3 separate regions of the Oryctolagus cuniculus genome follow, and regions 1 and 2 are each linked to region 3. Evidence: chromatin contacts called from public Micro-C data. All regions are on one chromosome and are shown on one strand. The core of a region is the stretch at or near the end of the contact, and the rest is flanking DNA. Distances in the headings are between cores, read along the strand shown. Region 1 has its middle 110 kb from the start of TRNAI-UAU. Region 2 holds the start of ZFP36L2 (ZFP36 ring finger protein like 2). Region 3 overlaps THADA (THADA armadillo repeat containing).

What was found. A called contact is a pair of places that touch in the nucleus more often than the background predicts.
Region 1: a Micro-C map of ear pinna shows a contact between it and region 3, with 5 times the contacts expected there. The contact joins two enhancer-like sites. A contact is called at or near these places in 4 of 6 Hi-C or Micro-C datasets (ear pinna, embryonic fibroblasts, psoas muscle and 1 more).
Region 2: a Micro-C map of ear pinna shows a contact between it and region 3, with 6 times the contacts expected there. The contact joins the promoter of ZFP36L2 here to the enhancer-like site in region 3. A contact is called at or near these places in 4 of 6 Hi-C or Micro-C datasets (ear pinna, psoas muscle, skin fibroblasts and 1 more).

The regions. Positions count from the first base shown.
Region 1 is chr2:159,730,900-159,734,383 of mOryCun1.1, reverse strand. No RefSeq gene overlaps it. Among named protein-coding and RNA genes, the nearest start is that of TRNAI-UAU, 110 kb to the left of the region's middle. Within about 2 kb of position 1,668, at least 1 of the 8 cell types and tissues checked has an H3K27ac peak or open chromatin away from gene starts, as enhancers often do. A contact at or near this core is called in ear pinna, where this site is marked.
Region 2 is chr2:159,502,743-159,506,246 of mOryCun1.1, reverse strand. ZFP36L2 (ZFP36 ring finger protein like 2) reads right to left here and starts at 1,617. Exons shown (of 2, transcript XM_008254731.4): 1 at 1,282-1,617; 2 at 1-763. The coding sequence starts at 1,332.
Region 3 is chr2:159,242,020-159,245,585 of mOryCun1.1, reverse strand. All of the region lies in intron 26 of THADA (THADA armadillo repeat containing), which reads right to left. Among named protein-coding and RNA genes, the nearest start is that of THADA, 120 kb to the right of the region's middle. Within about 2 kb of position 1,650, at least 1 of the 8 cell types and tissues checked has an H3K27ac peak or open chromatin away from gene starts, as enhancers often do. A contact at or near this core is called in ear pinna, where this site is marked.

The sequences.
Region 1 (3,484 bases), core at 419-2,918, 490 kb before region 3:
TAAACCTCGCATGACCCTGGAAGGAGCTCCACATACCTGGGCTGCACTGAGCTGGAGCCGAGGAGCCCAGAGGGAGAGATCTGCTGGCAAGGCTGCTCCTGCTGCTGACAGCCAGGGCGCTGGACGCGGGGACAGAAATCCACCAAGGGCCACTCCCTTCACCCCCCACCCCCAGCAGGCAACCTGAAGCGGGTGCTGGACAAGCAAATCTTGCTGGTGTGGACGTCAGGGGCCAAAGGGAACCACAGAGCAGCCAGAATCAACCCCTGGGCTGTTGAAAGCAGCAAATCAAACCATGGTGTGTGTGTGTGTGTGTGTGTGTGTGTGTGTGTGGCTTCTGGTCACCATGGCGCTGAGAACACTGGGCCCACTGGGCCTGGACACCAGGACTGGGCCTGTGCAGGGGTGGGTCGGAAGCTAAACAGCCACGTCTTCTTGGAGAGGTGCCCATGGCACTGGGGCACTGGGGCACCAATGCGGACATCAGCTCTGTGCCCCGCATTTGAGGCAGTAACTCCAGAAACCGCATGGACTGCCACCCTTCTGCTACTTCTTAAGCACTATGGGATTTTAGGGTCAGGCTCAGCCTATGGCCCAGAGGTCATCTAGTCCAATGTCATCCTCATACAGATGAGGAAACCAAAGCAAACCCAAGTCAAGCTGGAGGCAGGCTCTACTCTCCTGCCCCTGCCTTCTCCTCCACCCCCTCCTTGGTCCTCCTCACTGGAGCACCTCACAGAGCCTCCCCTTCATGGTCTTTGTAGGGGGGGAGGCTTTCTTCCTGTCGGTCTGTCTCCTGGAGATTGCGGTCTCCCTGTGTTACTGGTTTTAGCAGCACCAGAGCAAATGCTGAGTGCCCGGTGCATCTGAGAACCCAATGGGTGTCACATAGGGAGCTTCAGGGGAGAACACGTGGACCAGAAGAACACAGTTGTGGGCTGGTTCAGACATCCCAAGTCAGACCCTGGTGTCCCAAGTAACAAAATGGAGTTGATTCGACCTGGCTTCCCTGAACTAACTGCCTTTCTCACCACCAGTTTGTGCCTGCAATTCAGGTTTCTGACACCAGATGGCAGTGTTGCTCTGTTTGTAACTGCAGACAAGCCGCTCTTGCGAGAAGCCGTTTAAAGCTCACTCATTCATTCACTCAGTGCTTACTGAGAGTGTTCACAAAGTGCCAAGCCCTTTTCTAGGTATCTGGGGTTCAGCCGCGAACTAAACACAAAAAGCTGTGCTCTCTGGGCCCTTCACTGTTGCACAAACGAGAAAGCATTTTGTCTGTTAGATGACCGGTGCTGTTGGGACAAACAGAAGGCGGAAAGAAGGGCTGGGGTGAGGGGCTGTGAAGTGGGGTTTTGTTATATGGGGCAGATGGGGAGACTGAGGCTGGGGAGGGAGGGTTTTGCCCTACGTGAGAGAGATGGAGGCTGAGGCTGGCAGCCTGGAGCTCCGGTCCGCTCTGACCCCCCTACTGCCCCGCCCCCCCACAGCGGGCAGGGCTGTGGGCTCAACGAGGCATGATTTCTGGCCCGCCCTGCAGGGACTGTGTGCAAGGACTGTGCTGGCCAAGAGCTGCTGGGCAGGCGTCCTGGACACGAAGTCCACTCCCAGCTCCTAAAACCGCCCTGCATGCTCCTGCCCCCACGCCTCCCCATCCGCTCTGGGCTGCGGGGCATTCAAGGTGGGGGAGTCGCGGAAAGGGCCGCCTGGAGGAGAGCCCCATGGCGGGAGTGGATCTGGGCTGTGCGGCCCCTGAGAGCAGCTTGTACCCTAACCAAGACACACCCACGACGTTCCCCACCCAGCCTTCGTGCCTGGCCCAGTCCGTTGCATGCTATCACGGAATACCACAGACTGGGTCATTCACAACAAGAAGAAATCGATTCCTCACGGCTCAGAGGCTGGGCAAGACCGAGGCCCTGGAGTCAGGCGAGAGCCTCCTCGGCGCCTCCGTGCAGCCTCGGAGCATGGCGAGTGCGGGGTGCAGGTGCAGGAGGGGCTCCATGCTAACCATGTGCTCATGTGACCAGTTCTCTTGGCCCAGCAATTGGTTCTAGAATCGAAGCACAAAGCAGTGAAAGTCTTGCTGAAGAGCCGGGCTCAGGATGCTGGAGAGAGAGATGAGTGATGAGGCCCAGGAGAGCTGGGAGGTGCTGCAGCCGCTGCCCAAGGACACCGGGAAGACGCTGCTGGCGGAGTGGAGCCCAGCTGTAGAGGAAGGGAGGCTGCACCCTCCCCCGCAGCCCGAGCTTGCCTGAAGCCGGCATTGCCCTCTGTTCCCCACTTAGCAGAACCAACAAATGGTCTTGTTAAAAAAGAAAAGCCTGTAGGGGCCGCCACTGTGGCGCAGCGGGTAAAGCTACCATTTGCAGTGCCGACATCCTTTATGAATGCCGGTTCGAATCCCGGCTGCTCCACTTCTGATCCAGCTCTCTGGCTATGGCCTGGGAAAGCAGATGGTGCAGCTTCTTGGGCCCCTGCACCTGTGCAGGAGACCTGGAGGAAGCGCCTGTCTTCTGGCTCTGGATTAGTCCAGCTCCAGCTCCAGCCGTTGGGCCATTTGGGGAGTGAATCTGCATCTCTCTCTGTAACTCTGCCTTTCAAATAAATAAATAAATCTTTAAAAATAAATAAATATAAATAAAAACCTGGTCCAATTTGAACTTAGGTCTCTTGGAGCCCAAGACTTAGGATTAATAAGTTGATTGAGCCTCACTGCTTGTGTTCTGAGCCCAAAACCTGGAATAGGATGGGGAGCAAATGAGACACCAGGCCCAGGGTCTCCTGCCCCCCAGAACCGTTGGGGGGGGTGAGTTCAATGCCAACGCCAGGCCGTGGGGCAGCCTGGTGAGAATCTGGGCCCCATCTCCCCACTGTTTCAGTGTGATCTTCTCCGGACAAGAGGAGGCAAACGTTCCCTTTTCCTTCTTGGCTTTGGGTTCCTGAGCCCCCAGCTGCCCTTATCACGAGGAGGGAGGTAACCGTCTATGGTCTGTGTTTCCAGATAAATGGAGAAGCTACGGGTGCCGCGAGGCTGGCCCTGTGGTTCGGAAGACGCTGTGGTTTGGCGGTGGTGAGCAAACAGGTCAGCTCGGGGCAGGGGAGGTGCGTGGCCTTCAGGGGCCTGAGACAGCTTGCCCTGCCAAGGAGGCAGGGGCTGGGGCCAGGCCTGGAAGCAGCTGCTGTCTGACCCCATTCAAGGCAAAGATGGCGGGGCCCTGGTGGTCCTAGGCCTCTGAGAGCTGTGCATCTCAGGCCCAGGCTGCCTGGGGCCCAGGTGGGCCACGCTTCTTGCATCCTGACTTCTGTGGTGTGATCTAATCCGCGGCGGTCTGCACCACAGATCCATGAAGGGAAGTTATAGGGCTCTGGGAAGCCCCCAGACGGGGAGATCGGATCAGCTCTGGGTAAAGAAGTGTTCATTTGCGCTCAACGGGGGTTTCGTCTTGGAAAGCCTCTGGGATGCAGTGAGTCAGTTCGGTGG
Region 2 (3,504 bases), core at 368-2,867, 260 kb before region 3:
GGCCCGACGGGAAGCCCGAGAAGCTGAGGCTGTGGTGCAGCTTGGGCCGCGGCTCCCGCGCGAAGCCCAGGTGCAGCGCATCGCGCGCGCTGAAGGCGCGCAGGTCCCCGGAGGCGCCCCCCGACGGCGCGGGCCGCCGCTCGTCGGCATTGTGGATGAAGTGGCAGCGCGGCCCGTAGGGGCAGAAGCCGATGGTGTGGAAGGTGCGGCACAGCTCCGTCTTGTACTTGGGGTGCCGCGTCAGGCTGCGCAGCTCGTGGAAGCCGTGCGCGAACTGGCACTTCTCGCCGTACTTGCACGTGCCGCTCTCCTCGAAGGGCCGGCACAGCTCGGTCTTGTAGCGGGTCGAGTTGATCTGGGAGCCGCCGGCTCCCTTCTGTTGTTGCTGCTGCTGCTGCTGCTGCTGCAGGTGCAGGAGGTGCTGGCTGCGCTCGCCGTTCTCGCTGAACGAGCGGTCCCGGAATTTGTTCTCCTTGTTGAGCAGGGCCGTGCCGCCGCCGCCGCCCCCCGACGGCTCCTTGAGGGTGCCATAGGAGGCCGGGCCACCGGCCGCCGCGCTGCCGCCGTTAGCGGCGCCCGGGAACTTGGGCGAGCAGCTGCCGGGACTCGGCGCGGGGTGCGCCAGGGCGTGCAGGTTGCTGGCCGAGTGCCGTCGGAGGAAGCCCGGCGCGAAGCCCGAGGTGGGGGCGGCGGCCACGGGCGTCCCCACCGCCTTCTTGTCCAGCATGTTGTTCAGATTGAGGTTGGCCAGGGATTTCTCCGTCTGCCGGGGAGGGGAGAGCGAGCGGGGAAGGGATGAAAAGACGGACGGGGAGGCTAGCTGCACAGTCAGCCCCAACCTCTGGCTTCTTCTTTCCCAGCTCCTTTTCGCCCCATTTTTTTTTTTTTTTTTTTTTTGCAGGCTTCGCCTCGGCCTCCGCCCTCCTCCACCCGTACACACGCGCAAAAGAGCAGCAAGTTTGCGAGCAAGGCCGGCGAGGGCGGAGGCCGCCCAGCCTGGCCGCGCTGGGCTCCGACATGTGATCTGCAGCCCGCGGGCCGCCGGGTGGGCGGCGCAAACACCGTCCGGGAAGCCCCGGGCAGCGTGGCCGCCGCCGGCTCCTCCCCGCCCACAAGGCTCGAGCACACCCGGCTGCAAGCGGCGGGACTCTTCCCCGCCGGGAAAGTCACGGCGCGGAGGGGTCGCCCCGACGCGGGGGCGGCAGACGCGCCACGTCCGAGACGGCCCGGGGCCTCCGCTGGCCCGCGCGCCCGCCTCTCCCTCCCTGCTGCCCCGCGTACCTTGCACAAGAAGTCGATGTCGTAGAAGGCGGACAGAAGTGTGGTCGACATGTTTCTGGGTCCCGTAATGGTCGGAGCCGCAGGCGGGGAGGTCGGGAGGAGCCCTCGGGGCGGCGCGGCCGGCCTCGAGCCACGACGAATAACGGGCGAGGGGCGGGCAGGGGCCGAAAGTTTGCCGCGGGGCGAGCGGAGAAGCGGCGCGGACCGGGCAGGGGCTGCCCTGGAGTGCGGAGCGGGGCGGGGGGGAAGAGGAGAGGGAAGCAGAGCGCGCTCCTCCGCGCCCCGGGGTGCCGGCCCGCCCCCCGCGCGGAGCCGACGGCAGCTCGCGGACTGCTGGAACTCGGCGGCCCGCGAGCGCGCGCCCTATATAGAGCCCGCGCGCCCGGCCGCGGCGGGGCGGGCGCGCGGGGGGCGGGGACACCGCGCTGACCCCGCCGGGGTCTCCAGGCAACGCCGCCCGCCGGCTCGCGGACGTCAGGCGCCTTCCCGGCTTCCCATTGGCCGCCGCCAATTTTTTTCCTCCGGAGGGGGGAGGGAGCGGGGAGACTTCGGGGCGGGGCCGGCCGCCGGGGCGCCCGGGGCGGCACGGAGAGCTCGGCCGGGCTGGGTGCTGCTGGGTGGGTGGCGGCCGGCGGACGCGGCTCTCGCCCTCTGCTGGGGCTGCCGTGGTGGAAAGCCCCAGCACGTGTAACGTGATCAGGGCTCTGCAGTCCTGGACGGGTCTGTCCCCGCCCGCTCCTGCGAGGCGGATTTGCCAAGTTATTATCTGCTACTCTGGGTTTTGTGTTGGGCGCGGGAATTGCAAAATGCGCGAATCTTGCCAACCGTCCGCGAGGCCCGTCTGGTTTGCAAAGGGTGCTCAGGACGGAGGGCGGGGGCTCCGGCCGGGCTGCACGTGGAGCGACGCGTTGGGGGTGGGGGCGGCAGCGGCCACGCGGGCGGCCGGCCGCCGTCTTGCCCGGAGGCTCCCGAGCTGGTTTCTCCGCCCCTCTCCCCGCCCAGGCTCAGTAAACAGGGCTGGAGCGCCGGGGCCTGCCGGGCAGGGCTGAGTGTCTGAGGACAAGGCGCTGGCTTTGCTAATCACATCACAAGACCTTGAGCCGGGGCCAAAGGCGTGGAGTGGCGCGGGGCGTCCCGGGCGGGGGAGCGGACTCGGAGGACGCGGGGAGAAGCTGGGTGAGCCGTGCAGGCGCGGAGGTAGCTTCCCGCCGGCCTCCCGGGGCGTTGGGGGTGCCGCGGCCGCCGAGGGTCCGCGCCCAGCGCAGTCTGGGCCTGTCGCGCGCTCCAGGCCACTTCCCATCCCCGGCCGAGCCAGACCTGCGGCCCCGGTGGGGCACCCCCTTCGCTCTTCAGCTCCACGCCCCAACAGTTTGCACTGAGAAATGCGGTTTGCCGAAGGGTGCGCCGTCCCTGTTTGGGTACGGGGCAGACACCCGCCCGCAGCGCCGAGAGGCGAAAGCCACTGAAAGCACCTTCTCGCTCAGTCTGCACTGGCTGCCAAAAAGCTGGGGCCAGGCCCGCGCTGTCGTCCACCTGGCAGCCTGCACCCCAGCCGCGCTTAGCTGGAAGGTCCAGGGCGCTCAGGGAAGGAAGTTTACCTGGCCCCCACCCCTCCCCGAGTGGATCTCCCCACTTGCTGTGTCCGCACTAAGTTCGTTCCTTTTGGTGATCATTGTGTCAGTTAACCTGGAACAAAACGAGCTAGGCGGGTCGCTCAGGGCCCTGTGTGCCTTCCCCATGCTCTGCTCCCCTCCCTGCCCAGGGAGCTAGAGTCCAGGGTAGGGCTGGAGTTTAGCCCCCCCACCCCCCGGCATGTGGTCTTGAGCGAATCACATGGCGAGTTGGTGCTTGGGTTTCCTTGCTTGTAAAACTCAAGATAAAATGCATGCTTTTCTCACCTCTCACCTTTTGTCAAGGTGCAAATGAGGTATCTGCGAAGGTGTCTAAAAGATAAAACAAGTACAAGCCATCTTATGCATGAAAGTGACAAAGCATAAAGAGGAAGCCAGGCCCTGTGGGTGGGGGTCCTCAGAATAGTGAGTGTGGCGGAGCTGGGGAGCGGGGCGAGCACCCAAGTCCTGGCCCCTAGAGTTTGGAGCCAGGGGCAGGCAGAGACGTGGGAGAGGTGAGAGCTGCCCCACGTGGCTGGGCGAGGGCTGGCCCTGTTTTGAGCTTTGTCTGGTGGCCTCCAGAGCCTGTCCGCCTTCTGTTTCTCCTGGGGAA
Region 3 (3,566 bases), core at 401-2,900:
TGAGCTGTGGCACGGGCCTCAAATAAATAAATCTTTAAAAAAAATCCTATGGGCTAGCACTGTGGTGTAGTGGGCTAAGCCTCTGCCTGTGGTGCCAGCACCCCATATGGGTGCTGAATCATGTCCCAACCGTCCCTCTTCCACTCCAAGCTCTCTGCTATGGCCTGAGAAAGCAGTGAAAGATGGTCTATGTGCTTGGGACCCTGTACCTGTGTGGGGGACTCGAAGAAGCTCCTGGTTCCTGGCTTCGGATCGGCTCAGCTCTGGTCACTGTGGCCATTTGAGGAATGAAACACTGGAAAGAAGACCTTTCTGTTTTTCCTTCCTTCTGTCTGTAACTACCTCTCAAATGAATAAATATATCTTAAAAAAAGATCCTATGATTAAAATGTCTCTCTGGGAGAATGAACTTATATTCTATACTAGAATAATTCAAACTAGTATTATTGTTGCTAATAGAAGCATTCTAGTTGAGATTACTCTGAACTAAAAATAAAAGTAACTATTAAATTATATCAGCAGCACTAGCTTTTGTGACCTTGAGCAAATCACTTTACTATTCTGCATCTCAATTTTTCCCCTTTTGAAAAAAAAATGCTTATTTATTTATTTGTAAGGCAGAGTTACAGAAGGAAAGGGAGAGACAGAGAGTTATCTTCCATCCACTGGTTCAATTCCCAAATGACTTCAACAACCAGGTTAACACCAGGAGCCTCTTGCAGGCCTCATACACGGGTGGCAGAGGCCCAAGCACTTGGGCCATCTTCCGCTGCTTTCCCAGGCACATTAGCAGGGAGCCGGATTGGAAGTGGAACAGCTGGGACATGAACAAGTGCCCATACGGGATGCCAGCACTGTAAGTGGTAGCTATACCACAACAATGGCCCTGTGCCTCAATTTTCACATCTGTAAAATGAGAATGACTGAATGACTTCTTAGGTCAAAGATAAAAGCACATAATGATAATTGTTATTATCAGCATCATTTTAATTAAAGATATGGATGAAAAATACAAACACAGACTCTGAAAAACATTAGATAAAATCTGGAGGAAATCACACCATAATCAAGAATTACTATAAACTCTGAAATCCCCTCCCCATTTTCACAGAGGTAACTATCTTGGTGAATTTCTTAGCACCAACACTGTTACCCTTCAGGAGTGTCATTCCTTATTTGTCAACCAGAAAACTAAGATTTCTAACTTTGGTTTTTACAGCACATTAGACACCTTGAGGCACCTTCTCTTCCCTCATCTCTGTCTGCAGTAGTGCTGGGGGAGGAGAGGCGTGGGGCAGTTCCCTGAGGAAAAGGCCGGTCATGGGCCAAATGGCACACAATCCATGTTGTCTTCTAACCTCCAGAAACAGGGTATGAAAGTCACCTCAAAGCAAACTTCTCCTCTGGCCCATTACCATCCCTGCTAAAATTATCCTACTACGAGGGAGACGGGAGGTTACTGGCCCACATTCAGGCTGTGAATGAAGGGGCATTTCCCACTGAGTTTGACAATGTAAAATCTAAAGTCAGACTCCAAAGCGATGACTCATGGCTCAAGAGGGGCTCTGTGCTGTGTGGCACGTGCTCTGCAGACAGCACTCAGGTCGTGTTCCAGAACTGCCACTTTCTAGCTGTATGACTGTGGGCAAATAACTGACTCTCACCAGCCTCAGCTCTTCTCTGCGAAATCAGGATGGGACTACCTTCCTCCCAAGGCTGTGATAAAAAGGCTTACATTAGACCCATGCAAAGTGTGTGGCACGTGCCAAGCAGACAACAGGCACTAAAGAAACACTTGCTCCCTTCACAACTTCTCTCTTCCTTCCACACAAGTGAAACAGAGACTCCAGCACAACACACAGCTGCCATATTCTCCAGGAGATTGTCAGTTCCCCTGGCACAGAGAATACTCCTGATTCATCTCTGGAGCCAGTACTCAGCCTAGGGCCTGGCACAGAGTAAAAACATAACAAATACGTGTTAAATGGAGAAAATGAGAATCCTTTGAGTCTGCGGGCATTAATATTATCCTGGTCACAGTCAAAAGAGACCCTGATTTTCAATTTGGCTGAACAGGCAGTTGCCACAAGCTACTATGTAGTTCAAAGCAAATAAGTTCTTTAATAATTACATTCTTTAAAAGATACAAAAAACCAAGTGCCCCACAGCTCTCAATTTTAGTTTTGAGAATCCAATTCTTTCCTAAACAATGGAGTGGGTAACCACAGAAACTTGTGGAATCTCTTTTCCTAGAAAACATGAAGAGCAGGAGGCAAGCCAGTCTGTCTGGAAACGGCTTCCAAATCTGCCTATAAGCAGGATGAACTGGGTCAGATGCCCTTCGGAGGTTCCTTCCAAACCTACACCACTGAGATGTTAGGAAAAACAACTAAAATAATTCTGTCATTTATACCCAGGAAAATAAAATAAATTTAACATCTCCTAACAGTCACTGGAAATAATTTTCTTTGGACCTAGTGATGCTTTTACAAACACATTTTCTTCTTAAATTGTATTAGACCATTATAAGCTATTAATTTGAACATGAGCTCTCTTTAATAAGACAGAACACAGATTGAATTTAACATAGGAAACAAGTTTATTCTTTTGTTTCTCTTCACCTGCTTCCTTGTGCTCCAAATCTACTAATCCCTGCAGACTTATAAAAAACACTGCTTCTCTCCAAATACTCCATTCAGTTCTCCCATTTATGAATTTCTAAGGCATGCATTACTCATACCACATTATGTAGGTGATTAATTTATGGTGTCTTCTATTTTCATCTGATTCACAACTATTTTTTTCTCCCATGCTGACCTATAAATTCTTTGAATAAAGTCCAAGTTTTATATTCCTCATGTATAATACTAAGCTCATGATAAGTGTTCACCAGGTCTTACTGGCTCACTTACTGATCTAATATGAAAGGGTAGCACAAGAGTTACACTATACCCCTCTGGAGCTAAGCTTCTGAAGTTTTGGCAAAGCAGACACTTCAAGTCAAAAATAAAGCTTTTCAGATAGCTATAAATTGGCATCTGTCATTTAGCTGGGACTAGCATAGTTGAAGGTTAACAGAGGCCAGAGGGAAAACCCCAGATTTTAAGAGCACGGGGGTTTAGCTCTGGCCCTATAAGGAATAATAAAGTGATCCTGCTCCCATGAGATTGAGGCTATTTAAGAAAGCACAGCACACAGGGGTCAGCATTGTGGCACAGTGGGTTAATCATCTGCCTGTTGTGCCCCCACCCCATATGGGTGCTGGGTCAAGTCCCAGCGGCTCGACTTCCGATCCAGCTCCCTGCTAATATGACAAGAAACCAGTGGAGGACGGTCAAAGTGCTTGGGCCCCTGCACCCAGATGGGAGACCCAGAAAAAAGCTCCTAGCTCCTGGCTTTGGCCTGGCCCACCTGGCCCAGCCCCAACCATTGTGGCCATCAGGGGAGTGAACCAACGGATGGAAGACCTCTCTCTCTGTATTCTTCTCTCTCTCTCTAACAGTGCCTTTCAAATAAATAGCAAGCAAGCAAGCAAGCAAGCACAGCACATGCCCTAGATCACAGAG